7 separate regions of the Mus musculus genome follow, and regions 1, 2, 4, 5, 6 and 7 are each linked to region 3. Evidence: chromatin contacts called from public ChIA-PET and HiChIP or PLAC-seq data. All regions are on one chromosome and are shown on one strand. Each heading gives the region's core, a stretch centred on a gene start, on an enhancer-like site or on the middle of the called end of the contact. The rest is flanking DNA. Distances are from core to core; before and after follow the strand shown. Region 1 overlaps Fmn1 (formin 1). Region 2 overlaps Fmn1 (formin 1). Region 3 holds the start of Arhgap11a (Rho GTPase activating protein 11A). Region 4 overlaps Fmn1 (formin 1). Region 5 overlaps Fmn1 (formin 1). Region 6 overlaps Aqr (aquarius). Region 7 overlaps Fmn1 (formin 1).

Region 1 (2,700 bases), core at 164-2,663, 350 kb before region 3:
TGATGCCCCAGTGTAGGGGAATGCCAGAGCCAGGAAGCTGGGTTGGGTGGGTTGGTGAGCAGGGGGAGAGGGGAGGGGAGAGGGGGCTTCAGAGGGGGAAACCAGGAAAGGGGATAACATTTGAAATGTAAATAAGTGAAAATATCTAATAAAAATCATATCTAGTTGTCATTGAGATACATGCTAAAAAAAAAGGTGAGATAGGGAAAACAAAAGGCATTTCCTTTGTCTGTCGAGGAGAGCGTAATAATTTAGCAGTCCCGTCTAGGGCCAGTCCCATCTAGGGCCAGTCCTTTCTGCTGTTTGGAAGCTTCCGAGGAATGACAGGCTGTTTGGTCTGTTCTTAACTGATAGTCTTTGGGTTGTGGGATACAAGGAAATGCCGCAGCCAGTACTTGACCTTCCCGTTACGGGAAGCCTTCTGGTTTACTCCATTCATCACACACTCTGTTCCTAAGTGAGGAGAAGCACCAGGGAGCCATGGCCTCTGGCAGGCTCCGCTCATTGTGCAATCCAGTCACATTGATGGTAACTCCCAGGGCGAAATGGTCCAGGGAGAGCCGCCAAGTGGAAAATGTACCTAGGTTGTACGTTGTCTCCAGGAGATACCGATGGCACAGCGGCCTTCGTTAGGGGAAACTTGTGGGCGTCCTTACTTCTCCATCTCTGACCCAGTTCATGGGTCCCTTTCTCAAGGTTTACACTTTGCTGTTGGAGCGAACGGAGTGCTCTCTGCCCATGAGCTCATACAGCTAAACTCACAAAAATGTTAATCCGAGATCTATTCATTTGTGTCTTTGTCTTCATCAACACAGCACATGGAAATCATAATTTCTGAGCGGACAGGGGAGCAGTTTGGGCATTAAACTAAACTGCCACAAATGTGAAATATGAAAAACCTCCCTGGTATTCCCCTAAACGTTCATATCAGTGTAACCAAACTGCCACAAATGTGACATATGAAAAATCTCTAGAAACCTCCCTGGTATTCCCCTAAATGTTCATATCAGTGTAACCAAGATGCCAGTGAAGGAAGACAGAGAGTGTCTTAAGGGATATTTTCATCTATCTTTTTTGTTGTGCATAATATAAACCATCACAAGTTTAGCAGAATTAAATCCTGTGTGTTGCTGCTTTGGTTGAGCCTGAGCCATTCAGGCTCCTTAGAAGGCTGTGAGCAGACTTGGAGTTGAGTTCTGATGGAGGCTGTGGAGTAGCCAGTCCCCAACACACCCAGGATCCAGGGTACCGCAGTCTGAACGTTTGTCCCACAAAATGCAGATGTTGTCAAACCATGTTCACTAACCAGGAGCTGAGATAGAAGGAGAAATGCGCTTATTAGTTCCTGGTGGCATGGAAGCTTGTACCAAGTTATTACTGCCTCTTCGTGTACCACCAGCACACTCCTTCCCTAAACTGTATAATCATTGCTAGCTAGGAAGAAAATCTTTCTAAAATGTAATCTGATATATGTCTCTGATTTCCATGTGGGTGACAGTTTCTTACTATGTTTGTGGAAGCTTGCACATTTGTTGGTAATGGTACCATTAGTTTTGTCTTAATTTTCTTTAGTTGGAATATAAGTGGTACACAGTCTTAACTGAGAAATGTGGTTTCCTGTCTGATAGGGAACCTGGTTTCATTTCAGAAGCAATTCCTAGATATACCACTAGAGGGCAGGCTGACCCTTTTACTTTTTGAACCAAGCATGCTTTTATACTAAATTTTTTTTCTTGAAAAAAAAAATGGAATTAAAAAAAATGGTGTGCATGTTATACACAGAGATAAGGCTAAAATCAATTTACAGACGTGATATATCCTCTCTTTCAATTAAATCTGTCTTTCCGTGTATTCATCCAGACATCCATTGTACATGACAAAAGAGAAAAGGATATATAAAAAAATGAGTTAAGAGCCTATTTCATCTAAACATACTCATTTAAACATCTTTATTTAATTTATAATATATTTAATTTTTCATCTATTTCATTTAAAAATAGAATAGGGAGTCAGAGATCTCATTCACTGATCATTCTTTCAGGTTGTATTAGTGAAGTTAATGAACTGAACAAACTGGTTGTTGGCACTGTGCAGCAGCTAAAGGAATCAGAACAAACTTTTGACGCATTGGGATGGGGAGAGGAGAAGAGAGGGGAGGAAAGGAAGGGAAGAGAGGGAATTAGGAGAGGAGAGGGGGAGAGAGGAGAGAGGGAGAGAGGAAGGGGGGACAAAGGGGGAATGAGAGTATGACAATATCTGTCTCATGGGATGTTCATGCTGAGTGCTTCCGAGGTGTGCTCTGAGAGGTGCAGTTTTAGAGGGAAAGGAGAGACACTATTAGGGACTGTCAGTTTGAGTGGAGTGTAAGGTGTGAAGAGTCTGGCGACTCTAAGGGACGACAGAGAGCCTGGTCCCTAGAACATAGTCGTGGCAAACAGGACAGCAGCTGAAAATGAAGCCTTGAAGTGGAATTTTTCAGACCTTTTATACTGTGTGTTAGAATAGGAAAGTCACTTTTGCCAAGTCCTAGGTTCTACGTTTACATGTGGGTGAGTCCTTGCAGGGCTTTTTCAAGTCCTCTAGTTTCACCCTCAAGACCGTGAGATCCACTGACTGGTACTGTGCAGAGAAAGAAGCAGATCTGTGTTTCCAAGGCCCTGGTTGTGGCTGTTGAGTTGGATTTTAGGACATGGAGGGGCA
Region 2 (2,700 bases), core at 150-2,649, 310 kb before region 3:
GTATTAACTTAGTTAATTCCACAAGACCTGAAGAAGATGATTACCATCTTATTCCCATTTTGTCATCGAGGAAATTGGAGTGGAGAGAGGTTGGGTAATTCGCCCAGCATCACACAGCTCATAAGGAGCCAATCAAGGACAGACAGCTCAGAGCCGTGTTCTTAGTTACGTGAAAACCAATGCATTCATTTAAATGTAACTACAATGTTGACTTCAGGGTCACTCCGCTAAATCAGAATACCATTTCCAGTCCTGGTCTGGTGAGAGTCGCACTGGCTCGCTGTCCATGAGCCTGGTTTGTAGGTCTCACTGACCCTAGGCAAGAATGAGGTCCTGGACAAGGCCTTTGAAGTCTCCTTATGGCAGGCGTCTCATTCTGTCAATAGATGAGCTTCAGTTTGAAGGGTTCCGAGGCTCAGGTGGTGATTCTGAAGACTAGAACACTAAACATCCAGCAGCCTTAATTTAACTTTCTGTGTAATGGGGCAACTGGGCAAGGGAATCCCATCCAGACCAATATCTCAGTACTCCTAGAGTGTTCTGCAGACTCAGCTGCCTTACAGCGTCTGCTGTGTCGTATGAGGCCTGGATACTCATCCGGCCTCAGAGAGTAACTGTGATTTTAATAACCCCTATTTAGCTTTGATGGAATAATTTTAAAATGAAGTTCTTTTAAGTACTGGCAATCTTTGGAAAATCACAATGCAGCTTTGGAGTCAACTACCTTGCCTTGAAGGTAGCTGACTAGGGTCTGGGTTTTTTTGTTTGTTTGTTTTGGGGTTTTTTGAGTTTTTTTTTTTTTGGTCTGTTTGTTTTTTGTTTTTGTTTTTGTTTTTTAGCATTTAGCATTTATAAGTATCATAGCATCTGGAAAGGAAGTTTAAACAACTTTCCAGGTACAAAATATCAGAATTTATCTGCCTGTGGAGACCTTGTCTCACAGACGTTTAGAAACTGAATGAGCATATTGCAGACCAAGTTGCACACACATTTCTTTCTCTAAAGATGCAACATTCATTCACCGTTGTCCATGTACACAAAGAGTACTTGACAGCCATAGCCATTGGTAGAACTGGTCTGGAACTACTGGGTTGGCGTGGCTCCTCACCACCCCACCATCCCTTAACAGACTTTTTTTTCTGTGTGTGTTCTAAAGGCCAAGAGTTCAGGTTACACCAGACAGAGCTGTCCACTTACTTCCTAAGGGAGCCTGGTTTAACCCCAGTCCTGTGGCCACACTTGTAATTTTTGATAAAATACCTTTGACCTGCTGTTTGATTTCCTTTTGGCCCAACCTGAGTTCTCTCCAGCTGAGGCTAATTTGCATGGCTGTAAACACGAGCCTTACAAAGCTCACCAACTGTGATAAAAGCAAAAGAAACCTGAGACCCCTGGAAACTCAAAAATTGGACTTTGGTGTCTACTGCTGACTCTGAGTCACACGTCAGCCCGGGAGGCTGCCAGCCAGCAGCAGCTAAAGAAATGTTATTCTGATTGATCTGATTAGAACTGCAAGGTTAGCCATGGTCAATTTACAAAGACAGTATGAGAAGAAATCATGTGTACAGTCCTGTTATGGGTCAGTGAGGCCCCCGCCAGAAGTTTGAAAAGCCAGGACCGTTATCAGATCTCCTCAGTGGGGTACAAATGGGATTGGAGGTTTAGGGGCCCTCCAGTGAAATGAATGACAAAGAGGTTTTGGCTCCCCGTGAGTCATGCTTGTTTCCAGCTGGATTCCTTACCTGCCAGGGCCTTCCAAGTGAGTGTCGGACCCCTGAGCAGCCCAGGGCCCCCGGACAAGCACTTTAGATCCTCTGCACTGGAAAGAAGGTGAAAAGGCTAATTTGACACGGCCATGAGGCACTCTGCTGACCCACAGAAGCAGCCAGATGGAACCTATTGGGCAGTTTGATCCCTTCCTTTACCACAACAGTGGTTTAATTGGGATCTGGCTCCAGGCCCCGGTTACTAAATAACCTGAGTTTTAGTGTTTTCATCTTCATTAATGAACTTTTATGCCAGGTGCCTTATTAAGTCACATGAAGGTGTTTTGCATGTGCAAAATATCCCAGGTGAGAAGGGGAGTCTTAAAAACAAAAGAGAGCTCCGAGTCCATTCACGGTCTGGTTATCGAATTGTTCTCTACCCTCATAGACTCTGTCAACTTTCTCAGTTTAGGACAAGCCTGGAACATTGCTTTTCATGTGCCTATTGCATTCTCACCAATCCTGAAAACTGCTGGAGCATCCTCCTCGGGCGTGGTTCTCTCTTCCCTGTCCACCTCAGGAACATCCTTGTGACCTGCAACTCTGGGATAAAGCACATTAATTAACAAAGAGAGACGCATTTAAAACAGGGCCAAAGAAAAGCCACAGTGCTTAAGCTGGGGCTTATTATAAATAGATCACTCTGTACTCTAATCATCTTGCTAATGGAAAAGCTGAGACTCTGAGATGATTGCTCAGGGAAGAATGCGATTCAGTGTGCAGCAGCGAGATGCCTGCAGCACTCTATGTTTAGAAGGCATTAGTAAGACATCAGGGAGCTGGGTCTTGTGATGCCTTTTGTGAAACTCAGCCTTTTAGGGGCTTAGCCTTTGAATTGCCACTCATGGAAGCTATGGGCTTCTGAGGCTGGAGAAGGGGGTGGAGCTTGGATCAGGACACAGAACTCTCACCTATCAGCTGAGATCCGCATTTC
Region 3 (2,700 bases), core at 63-2,562:
TAGCATGGCATGGGTCCAACAGTGCACACACACAAAAGTAACTGGGGAGCAGGGGGTGGAGGTGAGGATCCTGAGACTTTAGCAAAAGTGAGTGATTAAAACAACACAAAACAAAAAACTTCAACCAACTCTGGTTTCTCAATTTGCTTGTTAAAAAAACAGCTTTGTTTTGTCAAGGACAAATGTTGATGTTGGGTGGGTAATGTCTACTCTGCTAAAGAGATCAGAAACTGCGAAAATGTCGGGCAGCAGGCCTCTTCGTAAATTGCTGGATACAGAAGGATCCTATGAAGCCTATTTCTAAACTTGGCCTGACTGTCTCCCTAATGATTCGTTTGAAATGTTCTGACTGCCCACCCCAGCCTGACAGGATAGTGTGTTCCCCTCCCCCACATACTGCTTGTTTAAAACACGACAGATTACCAGATCGGTGGCACAGTATTTAAGTAGGGAGCCTGGTATCCTATTCCTAGCACTGTAAAACAAAACAAAAACCCACGGCAACATAGGGAGGCACGTCTGATCATCACCACCGAGACTGCATTCTAACCACGTGTCTTTCTTATCCAGAATAAAATGGGTATGCCCTTGTCCCAACACGTTGTAACTTACCTTTATTTCCGTAGCTGCAGTTTCATGTCTCCTGCGATCGCACTGACCGCGGCCACCCTTGACCTTAATGCCATAGACAGCTCGAAGCTGCTGCAGCAGGGCCAATCTGACCAGTCTCTGATCCCACATCCCGAACACGTCGCCTACTCTCCGAGGCCGACTCCGGGTCCTGACTTTCTTTGCCACCAACCAACTCTTCCACTTGCCAAACGCCCTCAGGCTCGCTCTGCTCCGCTGCCTTCCAGCCACCTCTGGCACTCTTCCTCCACTTTCCCTCGATCCACTTACACAGACCTTCTTCTCTCGCGCCTCTCTTCACTCTTGTTTCACTTCCACCAGCCTTCTTTCCGGGTCGCTCAGCCCTGTCAGTTACTTCCACAAACTTCCCTTTTTTCTGACTCTTCCGTTTCCCCAGACTAACGCCTGCAGCTAGTTTCTCGCTTCCGGACACTTCCACTTATCCTCTTCCCCGCAGGGTGGCCTTCCCCGCTCTGATTTCTTGAGATGGAAATGCAACCTTAAGCTACTCCCTCCAGCCGGGCCAGCCGGCTGCTCAGGGATCCCCAGTCCCGGTCCCTGCCCGGGCTGGTCCCCGCCGTCACCCCGTCTCACACGCAGCCTTTCCCCTAGCCCATCAGCCTTGCCTGTGGCCCCGGCCCGCTAAAGCTTAGTGACTCGGCTCCGCCAGCGCCCCACCTTCTCGGCACACATCAGACCCGACGCGACCGCACCTGAGCAGTGGCTCAAATGCCAGCGCCAAACAGCGCTCCGCATCCGATTGGCCCGCTCCTGTTTTCAAAATGAGGACCCTTTGGGGTGGCCAGGAGCTGCCTGTCTAAAAGGTTCCGGCAAAGCCGAAAGCACAGCGAGCGTTGAGATCAGGGTTAAGAAATGTGAAGAGAGTGAGTTCCTCTTTCTCTTTGCCTATTTCTTTGGAAGAAAAATGTCAAAAACGTGTTCAAATATGTTTGCTTTGCTCTTCGGACAATATACTTCGGAGATCCGAATAGACAGCTCATAACCTCCCCCCACTTCCGCCCTTTCATTTCTCCACTAAAGCTAAAGGTCCCGTCATAGGGAAAACCGATTCTACGGAAGGCGGGAGGAGTCAAGTTTAGTTATGAATCACAAACGCCGTTTGTTGTTGTTGTTGTTGTTGTTTGTTTTGTTTTGTTTTTGAGACCCGGACCCAAGGTCTTAGAAGGGAATTGGAACTGTGAGCCATTGGTCCTTCTTTGGGAGACTGGTGGTATTATTAAATTTTCTTACATAAGGTAATTAAGGTAATTAAGCACAACAAAGATGACTTGTCACGAGAGAGTAGTGGAGGAATACGGAGCTGTAGGAGGCAGCTGCAGCAATAGTTTACCTCTGTGGGACTTGGTTAAAGGACCAGAAGTCCTGTTTGCCATTGCCATTACTGAAACCTCAGCTGTCTGATTTAAATGCATGACATCACCTTCTCCTCTTGTTTCCCAGAGCTGCCTTTCCTTTTCCAAACACCAGTAATCCTACTCTCTCTCTCTCTCTCTCTCTCTCTCTCTCTCTCTCTCTCTCTCTCTCTCTCTTTCTCTCTCTCTCTCACACACACACACACATGAGAGAGAGAGAGAGAGAGAGAGAGAGAGAGAGAGAGAGAGAATGTGTATGCATTCAGTCATAACTATAAAAATAACTTATGTTGTGTATATCCTTCTCTAGGCCACGTTGTTCTGGTTCTTCGATGGCTAAGAATTCCTTTTAAGGTGCTTAGGTTAGCTTTTGAATATTAAATAGTGCTTTCTATTTACATCCATGTATGTATGCACTGGATAGTTTTTATGTCACCTTGACACAAGCTAAAATTATCTGAAGGGAGGGAACCTCAAGTGAGGAAAATGCCACACGTTCCAGCTGTAGGGTATTTTCTTACTAAGTAATTGATGGGGAAGACCCATCCCATTGTGAGTGGTGCCATCCATGGGCAAGTGGTTTTCGGTTTTGTAAGAAATCAGTTTGAGAAGGCTATAATGAGTAAATCAGGAAGTAGCACTCCTCCATGGCCTCTGCATCAGTTATTGCTTTCAGGTTCCTGTCCTGTTTGAGTTC
Region 4 (2,700 bases), core at 97-2,596, 450 kb before region 3:
ATCCCTGCTTCTCCTCTACCCTAACTGGCCTTTCTCTCTGTCTCTTGATGATCCGGGCCTTCTACTATTATCTGCGTGCTTTCTTATCCTGTGCATCTGACTCTGTCTCTCTTGCCCTCCTTCTTCCCTCCCTTCCGGTCCCATTCATTCTCTTTTCTCGACTTTTCCTACTCTTCCTCCTCACCATTCCCTCCCCACCCCTGCCTGTCTGCTGAGTGACCAAGGCTATGAGCTCCCTCAGAAACACAGGCATGTCCTTACAGGCCCCTCTCTCTTGTACTGATACGAGTTCTTTAGACTTACATGGAATGAAATGTCATATTTAGCATCGCTAAAAGAGGAGGTTTTATTATCTCAGGAAGGAACTTCAGTTGGAATGGCGCTGGGTGTGATTTGAGAATATTTGTATTGTAGGTTAACTTTGGTCAAGTCCCTTTAATACACTGGAAGCCTTGGTTTGTTTTTCTTTTAAGTTTTTCATTTAGCTTTTACTTCATGAAGAAAGATGTTCTTGGATTTCATTTAATTAATAGTGAACATATGCATGCATGCATGTCTGCGAGGGAGGTGGATGTTACCTTCTGCTGCTACCTACATTGTTTCTTGAGAGAGTCTATGTTTTGGCCTGCAGTGCCTAAGTAGATTAGATGGTCAGAGAGCCCCAGGGGTTCCCCAGCATGAAGGTTACAAGTGCATACTGCTGCCATTCCTATGTGGTTCTAGGGACTGAATCTAGGGTCTAATGCTTGCACAGTAAGCGCCTAACTAACTGAGCTATTTCTTCAGCCTCCTGCTCCATTGTTGTCCTGATCCATTTCTTTCCTTTTCTTTTCTTTTTTTTTTTTTTTTTCTTTTTGGTTTTTCGAGACAGGGTTTCTCACTCTGTCCTGGAACTCACTCTGTAGACCAGGCTGGCCTTGAACTCAGAAATCTGCCTGCCTCTGGTGGTGCACGCCTTTAATCCCAGCACTTGGGAGGCAGAGGCAGGTGGATTCTTGATCCATTTCTTGACACTGCAGTGAAACAGATGTTCTGTGTAGACAGACTCTAGTTTGTTGCAGGTCCTTAAGGTACGTGCTGAATCTGGGTAGTATTAAACATGGCTTCTGAAAACTAATGGGAAAGGAAATCTGTGGTTGGATAATGATTTGATCTTTTTTGAGAAAAAGGTCCTGAAGGAAGCAGGTCTGGCCTTATCTTCTCTGTTGGATATAAGATGTAAAACCCCTCCTTGCTATTGTCCACCAGACCCTGTCTCATTTTTCCCCTCTCTGACTGCCAACACAGTGCCTGGATAGCAGCAGACTCCCAACACAGTGCCTGGATAACAGCAGGTGCTCATGGCTTCCTGCAGCATTTGCCTTGTAGTTTTCTCTAACTCCCACATATAGCCATGATAGCATCTTGCAAATTCTCGGCAGCTCCAGCCAGCCACAGTTCTTTCTTTGTCAAGAAACCCCCTTGCCTTTAATCAACACGAACACTCCTTCCAGTATGCAGTTTTCCTGCCGTAGTTATTTATGAGTATCAGTTTTCCTTCCCAAGGTTTCAAAGCCAGAAGACTCACCAGGAAGTGGGATCCAGAATCCTTCAAGTTTCATGGCCCTGCAATTTAGCTGTTACAGTAATTTGTCTCTCCCTGCCCTCTTTCCCTGGTTTCTGCTCCAACCTGCCTGCAGCCTACACTGCTCTTTTATTGCCTCCTCTTCCTGTCGGCTGAGTCGGTTCCACTCTGGGCACGTTGCCAAGCTTTACAGCTTCCTCTTTCCTGCCTGTTTCTCAATTCTTCATCCCTTTTCTCCCTGGTCTATTGAAGGATACGTAGAAATATTAAGGCCACTCAACTAAATCAGTGGAACTTGGTCAGTAAGTTTGGAGGTAATATGGAGAGTGGACAAGGATGGCCTGTCTTTTTCATCTATCTACACTGACCTTCCTTTCCAAGTTCCGTCTTACATCTATTTCCTGCACAAACACTCGGCCCCGGGCTCCTCTCCTTTCTGCACTGCATCCTGTTCTCCTGAATTGCCAGTCCACCATTCTCTTCTGATTCCTGTCTGCTTAGCGCTTTCCTGTCCATGAAGGCTTGGAATCCCACTTTCTGTACAATCATGTGCCCTTGGTTATTGCCTATCTCTTCCTCTGAAATCTAAAAGAACTTCCCGCGTGTCCTCACATGATGCTTAGTAACAAACCATGTCTCATGGGAAGACGCCTCCACATGACCCAGGGTAACCCTTGAAGCCAACAGCTGTGGTACCTGCAGTGGGAAGCAGGCTATTTAAGTGTCACGTTCGTTCACCCAGTATTTTGTCACTGGCAGAGCCCTTTCATCCACTGAATCTCATCAGATTTTCACAACTATATTACAAGGTCCACATCGCTACCATCATCTCACTGAGCAACTGCAGCCTCAACTTAGTGACTTTTAAAAGAAAATCCCTTTCAACCACAAAAAAGGAGTCCATAAAAGAGATAGTTTAGAAAGCAATTTGGCATTTTTTTTTCCCTACAGGCTATGTAAATAAGTCACTTCCCCTGCTCGGGAGTTAGGCAGTTAAGCATCTAATATTAATGAATCTGCGACTAAATAACTCTGTGTGGAGGTATGGAAGCCTTCAGCACTCAAATGGTGGATGATTCTACAAAGCGGTCACCATACAAAACTCACCCTTTAAAGCAGCAGTTGAGATATCAAAT
Region 5 (2,700 bases), core at 158-2,657, 470 kb before region 3:
TGGTAATTTATTGCACTTCCTTTCTGTAAATTAGAATGATACATACACACGTGCGCGCACGCACACACACACATGTGTACTGAAGAGCTTTGTTCTTCAGTATATGTTTATCACTTATTTCCCCAAAAATATTTAGATCACTTTCGTTTGAAAAGCATTAAAGTTTTTGTTCATATATTCTTACCCTGTTCTTAACCTTGGTCACATAAAGCCTCAAACTGCGCGTGTTGAAGCGATGGGAGAAGGGACTAGGGATGTTTAAAAGCCTTCTCTAAATCTAAAGCTATTTCAGTATAATAAATTCATTTGAATCCTAACCATCTTCTTCATTGTAAAACTCCTGATTTCACTCATTGTAAGATAAACATCTTTTCCTTTTATTCTCAGGGAAATTTAATGCATAATGTTTACCAGACAACTTTATTAGCATTTATCTCTCTAGACTTTGAACTCTGTGGGAGCAGAGGCTGTGCTGTTACTCACCTGTGTATCTTTGGTGCACAGGTATCAGTATCTGATACAGGTTGTAGAATTCCAACCTGGGAACACACATATCCCAAGAGACCTGTGGGTGTGCTCCAACACAAAATTGTAAACTTACAATTTTATTATTGTGAGTTCTTTTTTTTTTTTTTTTTGTAACTTGATTTTGTGGTTCTTGGGCATTAACTTTGTAATGACAATGTCATATCTCAATGTCAAAAGGTTGGACATGCCTGATGGGCTATGTTACATAACTGCTATGCTAGTAATTGCTGAGTAAAGGTCTCCCTATATTGTGCACAAGTAATAAGGGAAAGGAGCTATATGACCACAGGAAGTGTTAACACATGGGAGAGCCAGCACGACTGAGATCAGTGCCTTTTACATTGTGGACACTGAACAACAGCATCATTGACCACAAGCAGAAAGTGCATAAAATGCTGTTAGGCTCATCCCATAACCTACTACATCAGAAGTATGGGGGTTGGGATTGAGCAGTTGCCTTAATCACTTGAATAGAGACCAAGATAAAAGCAGAAGCTACACTGACATACAGCTACGCTAAATGAACTGAAAGTCTTTTCCATCCAAATATTTTATTACGGAAATGATTAAGAGTTATGCTCCGCAAATAATTGGATTCCCACTTAGCTATGTGTAATTATTTTGAGTAACTCTTATAGGTCTCATCAGATTTAGGAACTTGTACACTTGTTAGCATAAATATGCTTCTGATTCTTTTATTAGTTCACTGATTAATTCTTTCACACTGCTTTTACATGGGGAGGAGGTGGGATCTTAGGGAACATTTTCCCTGCCTGTCATTTGCTGCTGTGGTCACAATTTTTTATGTGGTCATAATGATAGCCATTCTGGCCTCAGTGCAGATGTCTTCAAGTTATGGATGCCTGCCAAGTGCCAGCTGCTGCCCTACAGTCCAAGATGCTCCTACTCCAAACTGGATTCACATGCATATTGGTGTGCTACTATCTCATGTTTACAACCAGTTTTATGTTATCAGCAAATACTATTTAAGTCATTTGATTCCTTCTACTAAAAACATGCAGACCTCATAATCACAAGCACACATCTGCAGCTTTTCTCTTATAAGCAACAGCCCTGTCAGCTTCCTCATGTCTTTAAGAACAAATGTCTAGAAAAATGGCGTGATGTATGACTAGCCTCATGAATGGCCTCTGTCAGGAAACTGCCAGTCTTATCATTGCAAAAGCTGCTCAATTTTAGCCTCTGTGTTTTTGGAGAAAACTCATGTCTTAATGACCATTGATCTGGTTTTTCTCTCAGAGAAAGAGATCTGCCTTCTGAGGACACAAGCAGTCTTTGGTCACCTTCCCCCATGTTTGCCAAGTAGGCCATAGTCCACACAGTTATTCAGCTGAGCTGGGCCCCTGTTCTGGAAGGAAGCCAGGCTCCCTACCATACCACTCACTAAACCGCTGTCTTGAAGTCAGAATCTCTGAATTAAACTCTGCCAATTATGAGTAATGTATCACTGAGAAGTAAACAAACTTTTTCCAGCTTGTCTGTATGTATAACAAAAGGCTAATAATCAGTGTATGAAATTATTCTGTTTTATCATTGGTACTTATCCTAGTGTGTGGCATTAGTGGGTATGGGGGCGGGGCATGTAGATGAAAGAGGCCATTTTGGTGTTTTCTTCTATTGCTCTCTACCTTACTTTTTGAGGCCGTCTCACTCACTATACCTGGAGCTCGCTGATTGACTGGCAGACCCCCAGGAGCTGCCTCTTTCTACCTCTAGTCTTTGTTAATATTACAGGCGTGAGCCACCAAACCTTGTCTTTTGTATGAGTGCTGGGCATCCAAAGGCAGATTCTTGTGCTTGTATGGCAGACCCATTACCAACTAATCTGTTTCCCAGCCACCGGGGTGGCATTTGATTGAACGAGAGGATTCACCAGTTCCAAATGGCTTTTCTATAAGGTCACACTCTTCAAGATGAGGGCCGAAAACACAGATGCTATGTAATGATTACTTTGTTTTTGTGTTTTTTAAGAAATATACCTCCTAACATTATTGCAAGATTAACTCTATTTGTAAAGGGCTCCTGAGTGATCACCACTCACAATGTATCATGCATTTAAATGTGTTCTGAACATCCAAATTAATTAAAGTGAGTCACTTGATAACTTGGTTCTTTTTTCCCATTGGTAGAACATAGTATAGAGACAAAATA
Region 6 (2,700 bases), core at 186-2,685, 300 kb after region 3:
GTAAATGAGAGCCTGGCTGAGCTGCACTCCCTCTCATTAATGATATCTATGCACGCTTGATCTCCCAGCAGTGCATCTCACACAGAAACTGTGATTTCTAATTAACAAGGCCAGAATGGCGCACGGCTTTTCTATGGGAATCATCCCTGGGAAAGGTTTCTATTTCTTTTGTTCATAAAAACTTCGTATTGGTACCAACAGCCTGACTTGAAAGAGATTTTCTTGTCAGAAAAGAGCTCAGGGAATTTTTAGGAAGCGTTTGCAGTTACAGACAGTGACAAGTGACTTGTAGGAGGACAGGCAAAGACAGACATCTAAGGCACATGCTCAGAGCAAACATGCAAAGAAAAAAGTAGTTTCCATTCTGGAACTAATCTGAAGCGCTCCCCAAATGACACTCAGACACCTGTCACTGGGCCTTAAACACCTGTTACAAATGCTTTGTCTCTGCTCTCCACATTTAGCATATTACCATCATCTTCCTACAGGGAGGAATTATGCTCTCTGTCGGGTACAAGAACAAGCTTGGAAAGTAAAGCCCGGAACGGCATGCCTAATACGGTTCAATATGAAGAAAAATCAACAGACACATATGCCTATTTAGTTAGTTAGTTCTTATTTGTTTTGCTCAGCAATGAAAATGTCTGAAATAGATGAAAAGCTACTTAATCTTATAACAGAAAAACTAACACTTTAAATCCTTTTGTTTTGTTTTGTTTTGTTTTGCTGGAAAAGCAGGAAGACTGAGCAAAACCAAGGCTGGTGCGAAGGCAGTGCAGGCTCATCAGAGTGTTGGTTTTGGAGGTTAACCCAGCAGCCATAAGCACACATGGTGAAATAACCAGTTCCTGGTTCTGGTTAAATGTTCACATATGGGTGTACACGCACACACACGCGCGCGCGCGCACACACACACACACTCGTGCGCGTGCGTTATCTGTAAAGGTGAAAACTGTCAACACTTAAGGAGCCATAAGTTAGTGACATGGCTAAATATTTGACATAAATAGTCATCTGTTTCAGAAAATGTTGTATGAAAAGGAGGTGTCCCGACACAACGCAGTGGACTACATGTCCAAACAAGGTGAAATGAAGACAATACTAAAGAGTTTTTAAGAAGTTATGGAATTCCTTGAATTCTTTCGTCCTGCGGTGCTGGTATAGTAGTCACTATATTGTGTAAGTAAGCAGTCTCTACCACTGTGCTATGTCTACCTCCACATTAATAAAATGTACCTAGTTAACAGTCACGTAATTTAATAGGTCCAAGAAGTCTTCTGAGAGCTCCACAAGGTGCAGGTGAAGAGTCTCCGTGCTCCCTCCTGGCAACAGGAGAAGCCCACTGCATGAGAAGCCCATTCATTCCCTGATTTGAACGACTGTGCAGTGGTGCGCTATGTACAGGGTAAGCCAAGCCCCACCCCAAAACCCAGACAACAGCCACAGCAACAACAGTAAAAAGTCACCACACCCAACCACAACCACAACAAAAAGCTAGTTTAGAAAATAAAGACGACTGAAGAATTGCTTAGAATTCTTAAGCCACTTAGAAATCATTTACTGTATTTCTAAGTTACTGAATTTATAGTATCAAGGCTATGACCTGATACTGAATACAGAATTTTTGAATAACTGCCTTTAAAATAACACATGGCCACGGTTATTAACATGCACTGTGTCTAGCTGTGGTCTCTTTGAATCTCCAGAGCATGAGTGCAGGGTGACACAGAAGCTGCTCAGTGCCACAGCGACTTCCTGCCGTAACGGAGCTTAAAGGTTTGAGAGGTGTGAGAAAAGAAACCACAGACGTGAAAAACCAAGCCTGAGGCCTGGCCCCCCAAACCCCTAATTTAATTAGTTCCAAACACAAGAGGCAAAGTACTGAGCCCGAACTCTAGCAGTCAGTACTGTTTATATCACTGAGTGACTCAGAAATGTGGGAAAAGCCACAGGAGAAGTTATAAGACAGTTAAATATTAATGTTTACCAGCAATTCTAGAAGAAACTCTTTATCAAAAGTTGTGTCTTCATTTTTAGGGAGCGTTGGCAAGAGGCAGAGGTATGATGCCACCTGGTGGAGTGTGTTTGAACTGCAGAATGGAGAAGATTTATTCAGGTCATTCACCTTTCCTCTTGAACCCTGTTTTCCTATTGATTATCTTAAAAAGTGAAGATATCCCTACCGCACAGGCAGCAAAACAAACAAATGGACAAAACCCCAACAACAACAAAAATGAGAAACAGGAATTAGAATTTTTGAATTCTGCTAAAATATTTAAAGTATTTTCATGGTACCTGAATCCACTGACAGATAGCACGGACCTTCTACCACTGAAGCTACCACTGCAGACCCAGCCGAGGCCCAGCAGCTCCTGTAGCCCCTCCTCACTCCCACATGCAGACTATCCAAAGCCAGGTTCATTTAAGAACAACATTAACGAAACAGAAAATGTTTCTACTGAAAAAGTTACCAACACCAGACTCTCAAAGAAACATTTTTAAAAAGAATATAACATAATGTGAAATATGCATTTTGCATATAATTTGCTATGTGAAAGAATAAATTATGCTTCTTTTTTCCTTTTATTAGTAACATTTTTCTTTCACAACACAAATGTTTTGTCTTTCTCTAAAATCCCTCTTTTCTATTCTGAACACCAGAACTGCTAATCTATTTTCGACTTTTTTGTTTTTTTCCAG
Region 7 (2,700 bases), core at 138-2,637, 400 kb before region 3:
CCTGGCTGTCCTGGAACTCACTTTGTAGACCAGGCTGGCCTCGAACTCAGAAATCTGCCTGCCTCTGCCTCCCGAGTGCTGGGATTAAAGGCGTGTGCCACCACGCCGGACTGTGTTTGCACATATTATAGAAAACTTTATCCAGGGCATTTTAAGATTTTTAGAAAAATTTTCATACACACACACACACACACACACACACACACACACACGCCTTGCATTTTATCTAAATATATCTCCAGACACATTATTTAATAATAAATGCTTGGTTGGATTTGTTTCTTGAACTAGTTTTCTGTTTCTAGAATGTTTCTAACCATCTCATGCCTAAAGCTTCATGAGTTTGATACAGTTCCTAGCCAAGTCTAGAGTTTGTCCCAGTTCGGGTCACGTTTGGATGCACTGAATACTCAGGAGCCTTCTCTGACTGAGCCTTTGCTTAGTGACTCTAAGTATTTTGAGAATTTTTAAAACCCTAGTCATGGAGTCTGGAGAAGTGACTCAGAACACAGAAATGGTCTTCCAGAGGAGCGGGGTTTGATTCCTAGCACCCAGATGGAAATTGACAACAGTAGGTAACTCTAATTATATAGAGTATCTGACACCCTCTTCTGGCCTTTGAGGTCACTGCTTGCACATGCTGCACACAGACAAAACACCCATCTATGTAATATAAAAAGAAACAAATCTCAAAAAGTCAATAAAACCATGTAATGAGAACCAAAAGCTACTGAAAAAGCATGCTGCCATCATCATTGCGTGGTGTGCCTGATGACCAGGCATCTGTTTGTGCCCCCAGGTTCAGATGAGGAACCTCTCTCAGTTCTTGACACTCGCTTCTCTTCTGCTACTATGTTCTGTGACTGGTGGCATTTCTCAATATATTATTATGGTGAAACTCAAAATCCCGAGAGAAAGTGAAGTCAAAGCTTGTGGAATTAAAAATGGCACCTCTTGTTGAATTAGTCTCTTAATTAATTGCCCGTCGGAGGGAGGAGTCATGAAGAGCGAAAGCTCTCGTGTGGTCTTATATGAACTGGGCACCTTTGGTTTCTCTTCCTCTGTGCATCTAAGAAACCTTGTTCTCCACTGGCAACACACCCGAGCTAGGCTTGGCAAGCCCTAAATTCTGTCCTCTCAGTGTTAGGGGGGTCATGGCTTTTGTGGAAAAGAGAACTCAGCACAGGCTGTTGAAGTTATGAGCAAACCACCCGCATAGGTGGCCTCTCCTAGGACTTTCACTGCCAGAAGCTTGGAGGTACCAAGCTCAGAACAACTTGGAAATATTTCTTATCGAGAGATCTGTGGATCAGCTCAACCCTCACAGGACTGAGGATCTGCCTACCCTCTGGTTTGCTTCTCATTTGCCTTAAGTGAGAGAGCTCTTCCTAGTGAGTCAGACAGCCTTGCTTCATCAGCCAGGGAGAGCTAAAAATATCATGGAATTATTGGCTCACTGTCGTCTGAGTTTTAATTTCCCCATCCATGGCTAACAGAGTGTGTTACGCCTAGGTGGATATTGCCTTGAAGTCATGTGTCTAGATGACTTGTCCCAAGTCCTCTTTAGCTGCCTAGGCAGTGGATTTGCTTGTTGTGTGTTCTATGGCCATTTAGGTCACTTGCATGAAGTGATTTTGATAGCACATGATTTAGAGATGTCCAAACTAGAGACCAGGACAGCCTTGCATTTTGTGGGTACATGCAGAAAAGAGGGGCAGACTGGGAAGCTGGAGGTGAAAAAGTGCTAAGCTTCCACTTCTTGTAACGCTTGGAACCCTGGTGGGAAAATCAACTTCCCCAAACTCAGTTTCAGCTAAAGCTTGACATTTAACAAGGAAATCCCAAGTGCAGACTCAAATACTGTGTTCAAAGAGTTTAAGTCATAGCTTTTGTTTATGCATTTATGTAGTTATTTGCTGTTCTGGCTAATCATATGCCAACTTGACACACAAACTAGAGTTATCTTAAAGAAGGGAACCTCAGTTAAGAAAATACCCCCATAAGTCCTGCTATAAGGCATTTTCTTAGTTAGTAATTTATGGGGGAGGGTCCAGCTCATTGTGGGTGGTGCCATCCCTGGGTTGGTAGTGCCAGGTTCTATAAGAAGGCAGGCTGAGCAAGTCAAGGATGACAAGCCAGTAAATAGCCCCCCCACCCCCCATGGCCTGTGGATCAGCTCCTGCCTCCAGGTTCCTGCCCTGATTGAGTTTAGATTTTATTTCCAAATAAAATGAATTTATATTAACAAACATCAGTAATAACATATAAATTTTGTTTTTCTCAAACTGATACCCATCTGCCCAGTCCCATTTAGTAAGTGCTACATTCTTGCAAAAGTGCCAGTTCACACCACATATTCAAATTCATTCCATATTTCTATCTCTTTCCAGAATACTTATTTATTTTCACTTATTGTAGCTATTGCTATACTCACCCAGACATTGTGCCAGTCACCTCAATTTGCTTTTTCCTCTAGATTCTTATACACATAAATTCTTGTATATACACTTGATAGTGAGTTTTTTAGGACCGGTGATGTGGCTCTGAGGTCATGAAGGTGCAAGCATAAAGGGCGTGTGTATGGGTCAGAACAATCTCCTGTACATACCAACAGAGGCCAGGCAGGGTGATGCGTGTAATCCCAGTGCTGGTGAGGCAGAGCCAGTGGATCCTGAAGGCTCACTGACCAGCCAGTCAAGC

The links. ChIA-PET counts read pairs in DNA pulled down with a chosen protein or histone mark. HiChIP or PLAC-seq counts read pairs in DNA pulled down with a chosen protein or histone mark.
Region 1: a contact with region 3 is called in an H3K27ac HiChIP or PLAC-seq map of bone marrow-derived dendritic cells, with 5 times the contacts expected there. The contact joins the enhancer-like site here to the promoter of Arhgap11a in region 3. A contact is called at or near these places in 7 of 39 promoter capture datasets (cranial neural crest, embryonic stem cells, frontonasal cranial neural crest and 4 more), 11 of 115 datasets of contacts at active chromatin or transcription factors (bone marrow-derived dendritic cells, bone marrow-derived macrophages, cardiomyocytes and 6 more) and 2 of 9 other capture datasets (adipose tissue and liver).
Region 2: a contact with region 3 is called in an HNF4G HiChIP or PLAC-seq map of pancreatic cancer cells. The contact joins the enhancer-like site here to the promoter of Arhgap11a in region 3. A contact is called at or near these places in 1 of 39 promoter capture datasets (cranial neural crest), 6 of 115 datasets of contacts at active chromatin or transcription factors (bone marrow-derived macrophages, embryonic basal ganglia, embryonic stem cells and 2 more) and 1 of 9 other capture datasets (embryonic stem cells).
Region 4: a contact with region 3 is called in an H3K4me3 HiChIP or PLAC-seq map of bone marrow-derived macrophages, with 6 times the contacts expected there. The contact joins the enhancer-like site here to the promoter of Arhgap11a in region 3. A contact is called at or near these places in 2 of 39 promoter capture datasets (both in the C10 cell line), 5 of 115 datasets of contacts at active chromatin or transcription factors (the NIH/3T3 cell line, bone marrow-derived macrophages, cardiomyocytes and 1 more) and 2 of 9 other capture datasets (adipose tissue and liver).
Region 5: a contact with region 3 is called in a FOXA1 HiChIP or PLAC-seq map of pancreatic cancer cells. The contact joins the enhancer-like site here to the promoter of Arhgap11a in region 3. A contact is called at or near these places in 1 of 39 promoter capture datasets (cranial neural crest) and 3 of 115 datasets of contacts at active chromatin or transcription factors (the NIH/3T3 cell line, bone marrow-derived macrophages and pancreatic cancer cells).
Region 6: an RNA polymerase II ChIA-PET map of effector CD8 T cells shows a contact between it and region 3, with 113 read pairs. The contact joins the enhancer-like site here to the promoter of Arhgap11a in region 3. A contact is called at or near these places in 13 of 39 promoter capture datasets (the 3T3-L1 cell line, the C10 cell line, the HPC-7 cell line and 7 more), 1 of 15 datasets of contacts at CTCF or cohesin (pro-B cells), 24 of 484 Hi-C or Micro-C datasets (CD4 T cells, CD8 T cells, the G1E-ER4 cell line and 12 more), 45 of 115 datasets of contacts at active chromatin or transcription factors (the 230-238 cell line, CD8 T cells, DN3 thymocytes and 28 more) and 4 of 9 other capture datasets (adipose tissue, embryonic stem cells, liver and 1 more).
Region 7: a contact with region 3 is called in an H3K4me3 HiChIP or PLAC-seq map of bone marrow-derived macrophages, with 6 times the contacts expected there. The contact joins the enhancer-like site here to the promoter of Arhgap11a in region 3. A contact is called at or near these places in 3 of 39 promoter capture datasets (the C10 cell line, cranial neural crest and embryonic stem cells), 1 of 15 datasets of contacts at CTCF or cohesin (the NIH/3T3 cell line), 2 of 484 Hi-C or Micro-C datasets (both in embryonic stem cells), 6 of 115 datasets of contacts at active chromatin or transcription factors (bone marrow-derived macrophages, embryonic stem cells and stem cell-derived neural progenitor cells) and 2 of 9 other capture datasets (adipose tissue and macrophages).

Annotation. Positions count from the first base shown.
Region 1 is chr2:113,493,223-113,495,922 of GRCm38.p6, forward strand. The region is part of intron 5 of Fmn1 (formin 1); the gene reads left to right. Among named protein-coding and RNA genes, the nearest start is that of Gm13963, 100 kb to the left of the region's middle. Within about 2 kb of position 1,414, at least 19 of the 459 cell types and tissues checked have an H3K27ac peak or open chromatin away from gene starts, as enhancers often do. A contact at or near this core is called in adipose tissue and bone marrow-derived dendritic cells, where this site is marked.
Region 2 is chr2:113,536,687-113,539,386 of GRCm38.p6, forward strand. All of the region lies in intron 7 of Fmn1 (formin 1), which reads left to right. Among named protein-coding and RNA genes, the nearest start is that of Gm13963, 150 kb to the left of the region's middle. Within about 2 kb of position 1,400, at least 49 of the 459 cell types and tissues checked have an H3K27ac peak or open chromatin away from gene starts, as enhancers often do. A contact at or near this core is called in embryonic basal ganglia and pancreatic cancer cells, where this site is marked.
Region 3 is chr2:113,847,349-113,850,048 of GRCm38.p6, forward strand. Arhgap11a (Rho GTPase activating protein 11A) reads right to left here and starts at 1,313. Exons shown (of 12, transcript NM_181416.3): 1 at 613-1,313. The coding sequence starts at 741.
Region 4 is chr2:113,396,150-113,398,849 of GRCm38.p6, forward strand. The region is part of intron 2 of Fmn1 (formin 1); the gene reads left to right. Among named protein-coding and RNA genes, the nearest start is that of Gm13963, 5.7 kb to the left of the region's middle. Within about 2 kb of position 1,347, at least 71 of the 459 cell types and tissues checked have an H3K27ac peak or open chromatin away from gene starts, as enhancers often do. A contact at or near this core is called in bone marrow-derived macrophages and liver, where this site is marked.
Region 5 is chr2:113,377,949-113,380,648 of GRCm38.p6, forward strand. All of the region lies in intron 2 of Fmn1 (formin 1), which reads left to right. Among named protein-coding and RNA genes, the nearest start is that of Gm13963, 12 kb to the right of the region's middle. Within about 2 kb of position 1,408, at least 16 of the 459 cell types and tissues checked have an H3K27ac peak or open chromatin away from gene starts, as enhancers often do. A contact at or near this core is called in pancreatic cancer cells, where this site is marked.
Region 6 is chr2:114,143,641-114,146,340 of GRCm38.p6, forward strand. It overlaps Aqr (aquarius), which reads right to left. Exons shown (of 35, transcript NM_009702.3): 14 at 1,988-2,090. Among named protein-coding and RNA genes, the nearest start is that of Mir7002, 5.6 kb to the right of the region's middle. Within about 2 kb of position 1,436, at least 45 of the 459 cell types and tissues checked have an H3K27ac peak or open chromatin away from gene starts, as enhancers often do. A contact at or near this core is called in CD8 T cells, DN3 thymocytes, the SCID.adh cell line and 7 more, where this site is marked.
Region 7 is chr2:113,448,649-113,451,348 of GRCm38.p6, forward strand. All of the region lies in intron 4 of Fmn1 (formin 1), which reads left to right. Among named protein-coding and RNA genes, the nearest start is that of Gm13963, 58 kb to the left of the region's middle. Within about 2 kb of position 1,388, at least 94 of the 459 cell types and tissues checked have an H3K27ac peak or open chromatin away from gene starts, as enhancers often do. A contact at or near this core is called in the NIH/3T3 cell line, adipose tissue, bone marrow-derived macrophages and 1 more, where this site is marked.